Regions from separate parts of the Oryctolagus cuniculus genome. Here all the other regions are linked to region 1. A link is a contact called in public Micro-C data. All regions are on one chromosome and are shown on one strand. The core of a region is the stretch at or near the end of the contact, and the rest is flanking DNA. Distances in the headings are between cores, read along the strand shown.

Region 1 (5,049 bases), core at 1,156-3,655:
GCCTAGGCTTCATATCCGAGTCACGGCACCATTATGTCGCTCCCCCTCTTCGTGGAGGAACGACACAGGACCCTGCGCTGTTCTTTTCGTCTGCTCGGCCCTCCCCGGGTTTGCTGCTGGTTCTTCCCGGGTTGGCTACTATCCCTTCCACCTCCGTGGAAGGGCAGTTCCCCCTGGCCACATTCCCCACTTCCGCAGGGGAGCGGCACACCGCCGGCCGGCTTTCTCGGGGGCTGCACGGGTGTTCCTTCAGCTAGATGTTCCCCTTAGATGTTCCCGGTGCATGCCGTTTCTCTCCTCCTTTATAGTCCTCCTCCGCCAATCCTAACTCGGCTGCCCACACGCCGAGTACGCTGCTCTCCTCCAATCAGGAGCAAGTCCTACAGTTTATTAGTTGAACTGGAGGCAGCTGTGCGGAAGCTGTTTACTTCTCTCCCAGCGCCATATTGTGGGAGAGCAGATGCATAGAATAAGTCTTAATTCCAGTAACTCAGTCTAGTCCGGCTGCTCCCCACAAAAATGCTTGTTTTTTTCTGTGTGCAAATAGGAACAGGATGCTCTCCACCTCTTTTTATGAGGCAGCGAGTGAAATGTTTTAAATTAACAATGGAAGATCCTGCCTACCTCCTCAGCTGGCTTCAGAAATTCTGCTATGGGTGATTGGAAGCTACTGCAAGGCTGTAACAGGCAAATGACAGCTCTGTGCTTTAGAACAATCACTCTGACAGCAGTGGGGAGGGCACCAAGTTTCCCAGATGAGATGCGTAAGAGTTAGCATCAAAAGGAATTAGGCTGCTGGTGAGAAAGTGGGGCACACAGGAGAACTCTTCCTTGGGTGACTTGGAGGTGAGCTAAAGGCCACAGGAAGACAGAGTGAGGGTGGCCAAGAGGAAGGAGAAGAGAGAAATGCCAAGATCAGCTCAGCAATGGTTAGAATTTCATTTCTGCCCAAGGAAACCCAGTTATCTTTTCTGGGTTCCCGCTTTCTCAGTGACAGCTGCATTCGTGAATTCCAGATGAACTATTATAGCACCCTCTAAAAATATACAAAGCACTCCACCCTGAGCTGTAAATAGGTCATCACAAAATCAGCAAAAACCCAGGCTCCCAAGGAAACTCAGTAAGGTAAAAAGGAGATAACGCAAGTTTGTAGGAAACAAATTGTGACTCAAGGCACTCACCAAGTGTTGTAGTTTCTGCTCTGACACTCAGAGGCAATCCCTCGCTTCCACTGAGCACCTGTGGACAAGAGACACCAAGTCCACGTGGTTCACACAGACACCATCCTCAAGGGCTCGCGGCACAGCAATGGGACACACCTGGCACATGGGTATCGACATTTTTTAGGGTACTGGGAACTGGGAACACACCAGCAGGGCTGGTGCTTAACAAAGTTTTCCTTCACTTGGAGACGTCAACGCGGAACGTCTTAGGCAGTCCAGTAAGAATATAAGTATTTCATATTTTATTCCCCGTAAGGAAAGGAATCGAGGGGAAGGAAATTGCAGCAATTATCCCCAAACCAGGCAGTCTCCCCACAGGCCACAGAAGAGCCAGCCTCTGGGAAAGGGTAACCCTATCCTAGTTTGCTGGGAGAGGCGGCATCTTCCACCACTGACCAGAGCCGTGTTTATGCCCTCAAACGTTCAACAGTCAGCCTCACCCACAGCGTGCAACGTGCGGCTGCAGGAAAGTCGTGGGGGCGTACCTTTAGCACCTGACCCCGTTTAGGGGAGAGGGGGGTCGCAGTCGACACAGGGCCCTTCGGGGGACCTGGTCAGAGCCTCCCAGAGCGAAAGGCTGAGAGGCGTGAGGGTACCAGGGCGGTAAAGAACCGATCACTGAGTTCAGGAAGCGCGAAAGCAGCGGAGACCAGGAGGCGGCAGCACCAAGCCCCGGGATTCGCCCCGTCGCGCAGAGCGCAGACCCGGAAAGGCCCGCCAGTCCCCCAGGGCAGCCGCGGCTAGACCGGAGGAGGCGGGGCAGAGCGAAGCCAGGAGGCGCCAAGGTTGGGACAGGTTAGAGGCAGGGCCTAGGCGCGTTGGGGGCGGGGCCGCGGCAAACACGCGTGCCCCGTAGCCTAATGGGAATTGTAGTTCTAGGAAGCCGCCAGATTGTTCTAAGAACTACATTTCCCAACTACAGAGCTGCTGCGGCAGGTTGCGCTGTGTAGGGGCGTCGGGTAGTTCGCAGCCCGAGTGCTTCTGAGTGGGCAAGCCGCACCCCCCCCCCCCTTTCTCCTTCGTTCTTCTTTAGCACTGGGGCGTCTCCGGCCTTGTGCCTCCTGTCCACTCCCCCGTGCCCGCTTTTCTTGGGCTCCACCAGGAAAGTTGGGGCCTCCAGGTTTGGAGGTAGCGACTCCTGCCTCTCACCGGTGTGAGGGGCGCGCCCCTCTTCCATCGGGCCAGCCCCATGGGCCCCACCCGGAAGCCTAACGTCTGCAGCCGGCTGAGTCGCCGGGCGCTGGGCTTCTTCTCGCGTGATGCAGGCGTGGTGCAGAGGACGAACCTGGGCATCCTGCGGGCGCTGGTGTGCCAGGTGACCGGCTGGGGGCCTGACGGCGGGCAGCGGGGCGCCTGGCGGGCAGGCCTCTGGTTGGGGTGCAGCATTGAGCCCCCTTTTAAGAGGGTCACACGCGAAGGGGAAGGGAATGAGTGCCCTGAACATGGGGAATTAGTAACAGGAGTTAATAGGGCCTCCAGATGCGTTTAGTTTTAAGCTGCTTAATATCTTCTGCAAGGAAAAGTTGGTAACCGTATTAAACCAAAACGTGAGGGCAAAGTGAGGAGGAGCTGAAAATGATGTTTTTAGAGAGTTTACATGAAACTATTTTGAAAATTGTAATTTTAGCTATCCCACTTAAAATCGCGTGCACATGAGCTTATGTGTACTCTCCTTGTGTTTTTCAGAAAAGTACTAAATTTAAGAATGTTTGGACAACTCATTCCAAGTCGCCGATAGCCTATGAGAGAGGAAGAATATATTTTGACAATTACCGGTGCTGTATCAGCAGGTAACTTTCCATTCATAGCTTTTGCCGTAATTCACCTCACTGTTAATCATTTGCATAGAACCACATGAGTACAGCTGGGCTTAATGAAGTAGGAGAATGGGTCCAAAATAAGACTAGACGGTAATTCATGTAATTTAAAAATCTCATTAAATCTAAGTTACAAGTTGCTTGTTTGTAGATGCCAGCTTGAAGCAAAGCTACTTTACTGTGCAGGCACAATGATAGATTGCTCAGGGTACTGCTTCATAGCCTACTTAAAAGATAGCAGAATCAACAGTGCTGGTCACCAGATTACCAAATACGTTTTGGAGAAGAATGTCTGTATTTTGGTTGGAAGCGCTTGTCTTTTTTGTTTTTATGAGAAGCTTCTTCCATCAAGTGCAGAGTGTTTATAGATCCGGGATGTTCCACAACAACCTTGCCTGTCACTGTCCAGTGACAGCCTGAAGGGAAAGCTGAGGAGAACCTCACGTACCCGGTACCTGCATTCAAGCGCTCTCAGCATCTGCTGAGCTTCTCTGTCTCATTCATTCTCCTTTATCTCCGTATTTTAAAGACACTCAGAGCATTATCAGTTTGTATCTCTTTAAAAAAGGGGGCATTTTCTCTACATTTCAAGTAACTTTTAGTGCATTCACAAACATACACAGCTATCGCTGCAGTTAATTTTAAGTTTTTTAGTGTGGATCATAATCTTGAAAGCCATAATCCTAAACGTTGAAAATCTCAAGAGATAAAAATCCCTAAAGTCTAAAATCATGAGACTGTCAATCCTACCGATGAAAGTCCTGAAAGCTACAACTCCTATTACATAAAGAAAAGTTATGTAAGAGAGCCCAAAATCTGTGGAAGAGATTGGCATGTTTTTGTTGTGCTCAGGATCTCTCCATAGGTAGTGCAGTTACTTTATTGTGTAGTATTCCTCATCCATCTCTCTCTGTCTTTTCAAGTCTCACTGAAATTCATTTTACATATCCATGTCCTATAATCACTGAATGCCTTGTTGCAGTTTTTATTTTGAATAAACTTTATCTGTTAATAATAAGAAAAGCAAAGAATTTTGTTTTACCTTTAATTATTCCTTCTCTAATACTCTTCCATTCATTGTGGAGATTGGAGTTTCTGAATCATTTTTCTTCTCTCTGAAAAACTTCCTTTAATATTCCTAAAAAGGCAGGTCTGCAGCCAACATATTCCTCAATTTTTGTCTGAGAAATTTTTCCTTTATTTTTGAAGGATGATTTCTCTGGACATAGAATTCTAATTTGTTGAGATTTTCATTGTTGGTGGTTTCTCCTTTTAACACTAGGTGTTTCACGCCACTCTATGCTTGTTTGCATGAGCTCTGAAGAGAAGTTCATTATAATTATTATCCTGGTTCCTCTATAGTTAAGGTGCTTTTATTTCCCTCTGGGTTCTTTCAAGATTTTCTCTTCTTAAATCTTTTTAATTTGTTTATTTGAAAGGTGGAAGGACAGAGATCTTCTGTCTTCTGTTTCACTCCCCAAATGGCCACAATAGCAAGGGCTGGACCAGGCCAAAGCCAGGAACTGGGAGCTTCTTCCAGGTCTTCCACGTGGATAGCAAGGGCCCAAGCACTTGGGCCACCTTCTGCCTGCCCAGGTGCAGTAGTAGGAAGTTGGAATAGAAGTGGAGCAGCTGGAACTTGAACTGGCAGTGCTGTATGGGTTACTGGAGTCAGAAGTGATGGCTTAACCCACTATGCCACAGTGCTGACCCCTTTCTCTTCATATTTCATTTTCTCTTTTTTGAATATGATGTATGTGGTGTAGATTTTCTGGTATTTATCCTACTAGGAGTTCTTTGAGCTTCCTGGATTTGTGGTTTGTTACCTGTTAGTACTTTTGGAAAATTCTTAGCCATTGTTTCACATATTTTTCCCTTTTTTTTTCTCCTGTTGTCCCAATACATGTACATTATACCTTTTTTTAATTGTTCCTTAGTTCTTGGATTCTCTGTTCTGCTTTTTTTCTCATTTTTCTTTCCCATTGAGACATTTCTGTTGACCTGTCTTC
Region 2 (5,049 bases), core at 1,101-3,600, 460 kb before region 1:
GGCCTGCCCACGCCGTCCCCGGAGCCGGCATCGTGGTGTCCACGCCGCTGCGGCCGCGGAAGGCCAGGCGGCGCTGGGAAACGCGGGCTCCCTGACATCAGGGAGCGGCGCCCACGGCGACCCAGGCCCCTCACTCCTGGGGACCCAAGGAACCCCGGTGCCGTGGTGGCCGGCGCTCAGACACTAGCCCGGGGCGTGGAAACAGTTCCCCGGCCAGGGCCTATGGCGGTGATTTCTCCTAACGACCACCGCCTCGGAATTTGCCAGCTGCGCGCCCAGGGACCCCGGAGCCGGAGCAGGCGTCACTGGGCCCCCGAGAAGCGCCCGGGTGAGGCTGGCGGCGGTTAGGGGACCTCCCATTTCTTGTCTGGCGCACTCGCACGTCCGTATTGTCGGATTTTTTTTTTTTTTTAAGCACATGTCAATTACTTTTTAATCAACAAAACCAATGGGATGGCTTCCACCTGGGAGCGGAGGCTCAGCCTCGAGCCAGCCTCGAGCCGCCTAGTGGTCCTGAAGCCTTTGGAGTCGCCGGCGCCCCGCCTGGACGCCGTGCGGGTCGGTGAGGGCCGTCGGCGGCCGGCCACGCACAAGGCGAGGTCCACACGGGCCGCCCCGCTGCTGAACTACCCGCGTGAAAGGCAGAAAGTGAGCGCAAACCCCTTGGCATTCTCAGGGAGCCCTGTAAAGGGCTCCAGGAGCTCAGGGCGCCTTCTGATGGTAATAAATAAGGAGCTTGGGGCCGGCGTCGTGGTGCGGCGGGCTAGGCGACTCCTTGGGAGTCCCGGCTGCTCCACTGCCGATGCAGCTCGCTGCTCACGCGCCTGGGAAGGTCGTGGAAGATGGGCCTTGCACCCACGTAGGAGACCGGGATGGAGTTCCAGGCTTTGGCCTGGCCCAGCCCTGGCCGTTGTGGGCATTTGGGGAGTGAACTCGGAATGGAAATGTGTTCTCTCCCTCCACCCCATCTCTCTCCTTCCCTGTTGCTCTTTCAAATAAATAAGGCATTTGCCAGCTTTGGGCTCTGCCACGGTTTTGTTTTTTCTTTTCCTGGAATGACAGCCCAGAAGGAAAAAGAGCATCAAACTTCAGAGACCTTGAAATTCACCTTTTCAGGTTCAGATCTCCACCGGCAAATAGTCTGTAGCCTGCAGAAAGAGCCCGGGAGTCCTCGTCTACAAGAATTGAAGGAAGGAGCAGCAGCCTGGGGCTGCTGAGAGAAGCGTGTGCAGCCTCCAGCGCCCGCGGGAAGCCGTGGGGCCCGATCCCCTCGTGGGCAGGTGGGGCTGGAGCAGCTTCCCGCCATCCCAACCCCACCCCTGAGATCCTGGGCACCCTGATGCTGCCTTATTCCTAAAGGGGTCAGGCGAGGTGGCCTGGAGGGAACATAGAGAGGGAGAGGGAGAGAGAGAGAGAGGCTGGGATTGGTGTTACCCAGACTGCGGTGCCCAGAAAAGAAAATGGTTTCTGATTTAATACTTACGTATACATTTATTTTAACATTTTTAAAAGTTGCTTTCGATCAAGCTAAAGTAGTTCCCTTTACAAATAAACTGCTGTCGGAAACAGCAAACAGTTTACAGTAGCATTGTGTTAACAGCAGGTGCCAAGCCCCGTGCTCGGGAAGTTTTCCTCTTCGTCCCAGTACGCAGGTGCATATTGTAGCTCAAATTGAGTCTCGGAGGCCTCTAGCTCACACCGTGGGGGAGCTTTAGGGTAGGAGCTGAACCTACGGAGGGCTGTCTGGTCCCAAGCGTCAGCTCCTCGCTTTGTGGAAACCAAGTTCGCCTTCCCGCAGGGCCTCGTGTCCTGCCCCCTGCCCACGCGGAGGGGGCTCGCTCAGGAACCGGGAGGGCTCCGAGCGGGGCCCGCAGTGCGCGCCGCGGGCCACCAGGTGGCGCCGCGAGCCTGGGAATGTCGCGCCGCGCCGGGAGCCGCGGGGTCTCCGGGACGGCCGGGCAGGGCCTCCGGGCGGGGCCGGGGCAGCCCCGAAGGTGGGAGCGCGTTTAGTTGTGTAGGGCGGCTCGGCTTCCCGGCGTCCCCTCCAGCCCAGCCGTTGAGCGGGATGGAGGATGCTGAAGAATCTGGGGGCCCTTTGACAATAAAACAAGAGTGGCAGCCCGCGAGGCTGCTGACTGGAAGACGCTACGCCGTTCGGGGGTGTGGCGCCCCGCAGCCCCCCAGGGAAGCAAGCGGAGCTGTGGGGACGCGGTGGGGTGCGGGTGCTCCCCTCCCCCTCCCTGCCCCCCACTCCCGGCCGGGCCCCCAGACTTGGAGCCGGCTGAGAAGCTCGCGGCCCCACAGGCCTGCGTGGGCAGAGCCCGGGCTAGGTCCCGGCCGCCATCCCCCTCCGCAGGGCGGCGCTTGCTGCCTCAGACCTGGGACCCGCAGCGCCTGGGGGGCGGCTGGGCTTGGACCCAGGTGTGTCTGACTCCCCAGGCCTCCGCGGTGGTTGGAACGGGCCAGCTGCGCTCGGAGGGCGGCCAGGGCCTGGGGTTCGGCCGAGCCACGCTGTCCGCTCGCCGGCTCGCCGCCCGGGCCTGCCCCGCGCGCTCCCTCCCGGAGGGGAGCCCCCTTAGCCGAGAGGCCGGTACCGAGGAGCCTGGTGGGGTCTCCGCCTGCGAGGTGGAGGCGGCTGTGGAACGGGCCAGCCGGCGGGTGCGGGAGCCGCTGCAGGCTGCGGGCAGCCAGAGCCCGGGCCGATTCCGAGGCCGGCGGCGCTGCAGGTCCGGCCAGTCGGGCGCCCTCGCCCCGTGACTTTCCTGGGAACTTAAAGGAAACGCACGAGTTTGTCCCCGGGGCAGCCCAGAGCCGCGTGGGTGCCCGTGGCCGAGCGTAGGAAGCTCCCCGGGGAGAAGCCTTACCGAGCCCGAGCGTGTGTGGGACAGAGTTTGGGCCAGGCGGGGAGGCACCTGCTCAGGAGTGAGTGCAGGCAGGGAGCTGCCTTGAGAGTGGCAGTGAAGGTCTCAAAGGCGACTCGGAGGCCTGGCGGGGCAGGAGTGGTCGGTGCAACCCCACGCTGCGTTCGGGGAGCTCCCGCAACGCCACCTGGGACCTCGTGCCCTGTGTCCAGCCTGCCAAGCACCTGGGCTCGGCGGCCGGTGGCGGGCAGCGGACCCAGGCGTGGCTCGTGCTGGCCGCAGAGCTTGGCGTCGCCCACGCGCTGCTGGGTTTGCAGGCGTCCCGGTGGCTTCCGTGAAAGCCTGCGAGTTCAGGTACAGAAGTGCGGCCTTGGGAGAGGCCGCCTAGTGGAGCTGCAGGGAGACCCCAGAAAAGGAGAGCACAGGAGATACCAGCCGAGGCAGGCCTGGGAAAGCCACGGGGGAAGAGCAAGAGCCAGGGAGACGCACGGGCCTCCATGGAGGTTTCCAGGGGTATCAGGCGACCCGGGAGACCTGTAGCAGGGCAGTGCCCGGTGGAGCCGCTGAGCCCTGGGACTGCTCCGCACCCAGGATGACGGGCATGGAGCCAGAGGAGTGGATGTTTGCTCCGCGGGGGTTCTGATGCGGCCCCTCGTTGGCTGTTACCGCTGTTTGCGCGCCTCCCACTGTTGTTTCCTGAGGTTTGCCACTTGTCTGTGCTCCGGAGGGCTCACAGCTGAGCCGTGTGCCTTGCGGCTCAGGTGAGACTTCGGCCTTTTGAATCCATGTGAACTGACTTGAGACCTTGACCCTGCTGGAGATGGCATGATCATGGGTGGTTGTGTTGTAATGTGAAGAGGACGCGAGTTTTGGGGAGCAGGGGCGGCAAGCTGTGGATTGGACGTGGGTCCTTTACTCATGTACGTGTTTAACCCCCCAAGGTCATCCAGGGTGCTGAGAGGGGGGCAGTAATCCAGTGGCAGGGGGGAGGGGGTGTCCATGGGTTGTGCCCTTGGGAGGGCGCTCCTAGGAGGCAGTGGGCCCAACAGCAGCTGTGCTGGTGGGCCCTCCTCTGGCCTCACCTGAGACCGTGAGCCAAACTCACTTCCTAAGTGGCTTAGAGTGACCAAAAGCCAACACAGCAGCCTACTGCACTGCTTTAAAAAAAAAAAAAAAGTTTATTTGAAAGGCAGAGGGAGGGAGAGCAAGCAAGCTGGTTCACTCCCCAAATGGCCGCAACAGCCCAGGCTGGGCCAGGCGGAAGCCAGGAGCCTGGAACTCCATCCAGGTCTCCCACACAGGTGCGGGGGCCCAAGGACTTGGACCATCTTCTGCTGCTTTCTAGGTAGAACAGTCGGGACTCCAACCAGCGCCCACATAGAATGGCAGCATTGCAGATGTAGCTTACCCTGCTGTGCCACAACACCGGCCCCCTACATTGCTGGTAAATAGCAATTCCTTATTCACTGAGCATGTAAGGGACAGAGGCGCACAGAGGCAGCACATCAGGGAAGGCTTTCAGGAGGAGGAGCCATCAGGGCCGCACGAGATGGACAGAGGTGGCCAGAGTGGAAGGGCGTCGCTGGCGGAGGGGAGGCATCCGCAGACCACCGGTGCTCTCCAACCACGAACAGCGGTGGCCGCTGCAGCTGGAGGAGAGGCAGGGCCTTGAATGCCGCGCCCGGGGCCCAGGCTGTGCTGTCCCAGGGAGCCCATGAAAGGCGTTTCGTTTGGGGCAGGCGACTGCTTGCTCCTTACAAAGACTGGTGGTCTGAAAACCCTCTTTCAACAAGCAGAAAGAAGCCTTTAGCAAATGAACACAGGGTAGTCTCAGGGTGGTCTCCGCAGGGCTGGGCTGGGCTGCCGCCCCCAGCAGCAGATGTGTGGCTCAGGTGGGAAAGAGCCACCAGGCGTGGGTATCACTTGTGGCTTACGGGCCCTCACACGGCCCAGGTCTGTGGCTCACAGCAGGCACTGTGCACCTGCTGAGTCAAGTTCAGGTGAGTGCAGCCCGCCAGGTGCGCGCTCTGAGAGAGCAGCAGGCTCAGTGCGTGGATCCCTGACCGTCACCCTCTCCACACCAGGACTGGAGGGAGAGGGGCGTGGTTGGGGGAAGGTTAGAGAATGGAGCCTGGCGGGCTCCCCGCACCGCCTCACAGGGGTCTGTACTGGGGGGCCTAGGGCAGGG
Region 3 (5,049 bases), core at 1,040-3,539, 300 kb before region 1:
CAACTCACAATACTCTCATTAAGCATCTTAATGCAACTGTAAAAGTAAAGGGATGCTAAAATTAACAACTGCCCTATTTACAAAATACATTCTAAAACCTCCATTTACAAATTTTCCAGTGCAAAAAGGAAAATCATGTGGTGGATTAAATTCGAGTCATTCAATAAATAAACTTCCATCTTCTGATAATGAAAACTCGGTGCTGGGGTGAGATGAAAGGAGGAAATGTCTGTCAGTGTATTCGGTATGTTTAATGGATGCCATAAATCAAGCCCTTTCCATGAATTTTCTAGAGCATATTCATGCCAATCTTTGAGCCTATTGTCACTTTCACACATGCTCACAGGAACAAAATGACAAAGAATGCTATGCCTGAACCACTGGATTCAGGGCACAAAACACTTGATTAACAATTGTCAAGACTCTGAATAGTAAATACCGACAGATATTTTCAAAATAAATTAATCCCACCGTTTCCTCATAATCGAATCCTTTATTTCTTTAAAAGATTCACCAGACTATCAGACTTCCAGAGCTTTTTTTTTTTTAATATGTGCCTACAGTCTCCTTGTACGAAATAACTGGGAACGAACAACCCATTTACCAATCGCTGATGAACACCGCCAAGCGTTTTCCAGACAAAAGAGCCTTAAGAGATTCCATGCGCACTTCTCCTTCCCCCAGAAATGCATGCTCTCCCAAATTTCATTTTATGTCGTATACCCAAAGTTAAATACAGCAAGTTGAAATTTCAGTCGAAAGCACTCCGGTGCCTTACTAGCTGTGTAACTGCTACATCTGGCGGCAGCACGCTTGCATGCAAGAAGCCAGCAAACTTAGAAAACAATTGTAACCGATCTGGAGCGTGACTGCAGTAACCTTTACGCAGCTATTTCCCACAAAACCCACAACCCTGTCAGAGAAGAACAGTAGCCTCCTTGCACCCGACAAGATAACACACGAGCACGCAGGAGGCGATGTCGAACGAGAGAAAGTTGCAACCATCTGGAGGGGGTGGTTTTAAAAGCCTGCCCACGAGTCAGTCTGCCGTTTGAATTGCTCTAGGGGGCCACGCAGGGGATCAAAGTGCGCTAGATAAATCCGGCGGCTCTACCCCCAAAGGGCAGCGACCCTGCAAGCGAGGGGCATCCTCCAGGTGCCGCCGGGTAGCGGAGCTCGCAGAGCGGGGACCGCCTCTATGGGAGGAGTGCGCCGGGGAAGGGGAGGGGGCTCCAGGATGAAGGCTCCAACCGGAGGGAAAACCCACCGGGGACAGGAGGCCAGGAGGTTAAGAGTGCCGAGTGTCCTAGCAAATGGAGCAGGAAGGGGGCTCGCGGCCGGGGGCAGGCTTCCCACCCTCGCAGGACCGGCTCGGAGGAACCCCAGGCGAGTCTCTGCGCCTCGCCCCGTCCCCACCAGCGCGCACCCCCTCGCCCGTCCCCTCCGCCACCCGCGAGCCGCCACCCACAGCCACAGCGCACTACCTCCCCTTGGCCCGGCGGCCTCGCGTCCACCTCGCCACCATCCCCCACCTCGGGGTCGGGCGGGGGAGACCCGGGGGGCGCGGGGGCCGCTGCGCGGGCGCAGAGGCCCGGGAGCGGGCGCGGGCGCGGTGGCGCTTACCTTCCCTGGGCCTCCCGGATGGCGGCGTGTGATTCAGCAGGGACCTGGCCGCCGCCGCCGAGCCCGGGGTTGGAGACGTGGAGAGCTGGGACCAAGATGGCGGCCCCTCCAAACTTCCACTGCTACTTTGGACACTCATCAAGCTACTTTCTGGGAACCCGACTCCCCCCCTGCGACGGCAGCGGCGGCAACGGCACCGGCACCCGCCTCCGTCATGGCGGGGGCCGCGCTGAGGGCGAGCGAGAGCGCGAGGGCAGGGAGGGGAGAGTCAAGGGGATGGGGGAGGAAACCGAGAGCAGGGGAGGTGGGGAGGGACGAGGTGAGGGAAGGAGAGGGGACGGGGAGGAGGGAAAGGGGGAGAAGCGAGGGAGCGGGCGGGCGCGCCGGAGAGGAGGCGGAGGGACGGAGCGCAGCGGCGGAGGCGTCGAGGGGGCGCCCGCCGGGGCCGGGGTCGGAGCGCGGGCGGAGCGCGGGCTGCGCCGGCTGAGGAGACTTCCGCGGGCGGAACCTGCCGGCACCTCTGCAGTGCGTCGGCCCCCGGCGTCGCCCGGCCGGCAGCGGCGGTGGCGGCGGCGGCGGCGGCGGCGGGCGGTGGGTGGCGGCTGAGGCGGCGGGGTAACCTCTGCATCAGTTACAGGCGGCGGCGGCGTCACGCGCCGCCTGTGCAAACACTATCGCGAGGCTCCTGCGCCTCCGGTAGCAGCGGCGGCGGCGGCGGCCGCAGCAGCGGGCATGGGGGAGGGCCCTGCCGGGGGCTGGGGGCGGGGGGTGAGGAGGGAGCTAGCGCGCGCGAGGGGAGGAGACGCGGGCGCCGGGCGGGTTGCAGCGCGGCGCGGGAGCCCGGGGTCGAGGGACTCGCGTGCGCGGGGGCAGCCTGCTCGCGGCGGCCGGAGGGAGGCGCGCCCCGCTCGCGCCCCCGCCGCGCCGCTCGGGCTCCCGCGCCGCTGCCACCTGCCTCCCCCTCTCCGCCTCGGCAGCGCGCCTGGCTCCAGACCCACACCCAGCCGGGGGAAGGAACGCTTCTGCTGCCTCTCGGCTGTCGCGTCTCGGGAGTTCGATGTGATGGTTTCTCAAAATGGAACTGAAAAGTTGCGAGTTGCTTCTTTCTCGCCCCTCAGCACGGCGAGGGGCGTGTGCGCCTCCACGTCTACAGAATGGGAGTAATTACCAAATAAAGGAGCCGAGGAGAAAAAGTGGGGAGGGGGTGCGGCGAGGGGAGTGGGAAAACCAAACTTTCTAATGTTTTCTGAAAAAGACAATGTTGAGTAAAGGAATTGAGAATCACCACCGGTGTTGTAGATCTATGTGCAGAATAGCAGTGCTTTGTTTTAAAACTGTAAGTGGAAAATCTAAACGGAAAATTTTGATCACTGAATTCACGTATTAGGAAAACTGTACAGGGTTCATCTTGTAGAAGAGGGTACGATTTCTAGAAATTTCCAACGTGTTTCCAGTGCCTCTGCTGAGCAGACTACAAAAATCCCAAAACAAATTACAGCATTTGCTATAATTTATAGATACAGTGTAGCTGTTTCCACGCCCATACACGTACACACACACACACACACACACACACCAGGGACTGGGTATCGCCTACAGGAAAGAGCAGCCTAACAGTTCAGGAAAAAATACAGCAAGGTTATTGCTCTTTTTGAAAACCAAATTGCATCGAACACGAAAAAAAGATTATGATGCAGAGCAACTGTATAGACGTGAGGAAATGACATGATTACCAGGGGGACGAAAATGCCACTTCTATTTTTTATTTTTATGACTTGGCATTTCTCATAGTTAATGTTTTGTTCAGATAAACTCACACTAGAATAGAGCCTTGGTTGTCAGCCTCAGAAATAATTTTAGTTTTCTTGTGCTTTAGATACTCCAGTGAGTTTTTGGCGTGTTTCACTTTTCAAACTTAACAGGGAGCTCCCACAACTTTATTGAGGTATAATTGACGTACAGTAAGCCGCACATGTTTATGATTTGGTACACTGATGGGTATGCATGCCTGAAACCACCCCTGCAAGAATACATCTTTACCCTCCAAGGTTTAAGGTTTATCCTACCCCTTTGTGGTTCCTTCTTGGGTCTACCTCTACTCCCACCCCACCCCTATAGATCTGTTTCCTGTCACTAGAGAGTAGTTGGCTTTTTCTAGAATTTTAGGTAGGTGAAAGCATACGGTCTATACTCTTGTCTGGCTTCTTTCATTGCATGATGACTCTGAGACTTGTCTGCACTGTTGCATGGATCAGTAGCACCTGTTTGTTGCTGAGTAGTAGTAGTCCATTGTGAGAACACACCACACTTTGTTGGCGCAACTGTTGATGGACACTCGCACTTTCCACGTTTGGGCCATTATGAGTAATGCTGTCGTGAGCATGTCTTGTGCAACTCTTTGTGTGGACACGGGCTTCTCTTTTGCTTAGGCACTTACCATTAGATTTGTATACCAAAGTTCATGCACTCTAACGCCATGTAGATAAATACATGCTCTTACTGTATTTTTGGGTATCCACTTAGCAGATTGTGGTGAAAAGAGCGTAAGACAGGAAGGAAGTTGAGACCTAAGTGTTAGTCTCAGCAGGTTATCATCCTTGATTTCAGTTTCCTCGTCTGTGAAAAGGAGGTTAGTCACTGCCTGATCTCTTATGCTGCTAGCCGTTCCCAGACTACAAGGGCCTCGAGTCCTCTTCAGGATGGTAAACCAAGCCCAAGCAAAGAGGTTTGGAAACCATAGGTTGTCTTCCTCCCAACTTGCTCCAGAGCTTCAAGTTACCTTTATCCCAACCTACGTTCATTTTAAGCAGACTGAGGATCACAGTATATGCATAGTCAAATTACTCTATATGGTTTTGTTGTCAGAGCGGCCTAAGAGGGACAATTGAACATTCATTTCCTGCTTTCTTGTACCTTACAATGAAGGAAGCACACACCAACCTACAAAGAGGCCTCTATCAGCAAAAGGGAGCCAATTAAACAAACTGTCACTTGGCCTGAAAATGGAATGCTGTTTCATCAGTTTTAAACTGTTTAGAGACACAGACAGCTAGCTCCCATCTGCTGGTTCACTTCTCAGATGCCCACAATGGCATGCCCAGGGCTGGACAGGAAAGCTGGGAGCCAGGAACAAAATCCAGGTCTCCCACACTGGGGGCAGGAATCCAATTACTTGAGTCATTATCCACTGCCCTAGGGTCTACACCAGCAGGAAGCCATAGTCAGGAGACAGAGCTGGGCATGGCAACCAGGCACTCCAATGTGGGACCCAGGAGTCTCAACCAATAACTGTTCAGATAAACACCCATCCCTATGTCATCATTTTTTAATACAGACAAAAGAATACCAAAAAGGAAGACAGTTTCACACTATAGTGAGTGAAAAAGTGGGTGTGACTCCAAATCATTTGTAACTGTGTATAAGAAA

Evidence for each region. Hi-C and Micro-C count contacts between places; a contact is called where the count stands out from the background.
Region 2: a Micro-C map of ear pinna shows a contact between it and region 1, with 5 times the contacts expected there. The contact joins the enhancer-like site here to the promoter of DCAF17 in region 1. A contact is called at or near these places in 3 of 6 Hi-C or Micro-C datasets (ear pinna, skin fibroblasts and an unstated tissue).
Region 3: a Micro-C map of ear pinna shows a contact between it and region 1, with 10 times the contacts expected there. The contact joins the promoter of TLK1 here to the promoter of DCAF17 in region 1. A contact is called at or near these places in 3 of 6 Hi-C or Micro-C datasets (ear pinna, psoas muscle and an unstated tissue).

Annotation. Positions count from the first base shown.
Region 1 is chr3:69,687,619-69,692,667 of mOryCun1.1, reverse strand. It overlaps DCAF17 (DDB1 and CUL4 associated factor 17), which reads left to right and starts at 2,405. Exons shown (of 12, transcript XM_070070703.1): 1 at 2,405-2,538; 2 at 2,910-3,013. The coding sequence starts at 2,413. METTL8 (methyltransferase 8, tRNA N3-cytidine) reads right to left here and starts at 2,462. Exons shown (of 12, transcript XM_070070704.1): 1 at 2,373-2,462; 2 at 1,182-1,239. The coding sequence starts at 2,400.
Region 2 is chr3:70,146,447-70,151,495 of mOryCun1.1, reverse strand. No RefSeq gene overlaps it. Among named protein-coding and RNA genes, the nearest start is that of GORASP2, 41 kb to the left of the region's middle. Within about 2 kb of position 2,350, at least 6 of the 8 cell types and tissues checked have an H3K27ac peak or open chromatin away from gene starts, as enhancers often do. A contact at or near this core is called in ear pinna, where this site is marked.
Region 3 is chr3:69,987,068-69,992,116 of mOryCun1.1, reverse strand. It overlaps TLK1 (tousled like kinase 1), which reads right to left and starts at 2,289. Exons shown (of 21, transcript XM_002712279.5): 1 at 1,624-2,289. The coding sequence starts at 1,762.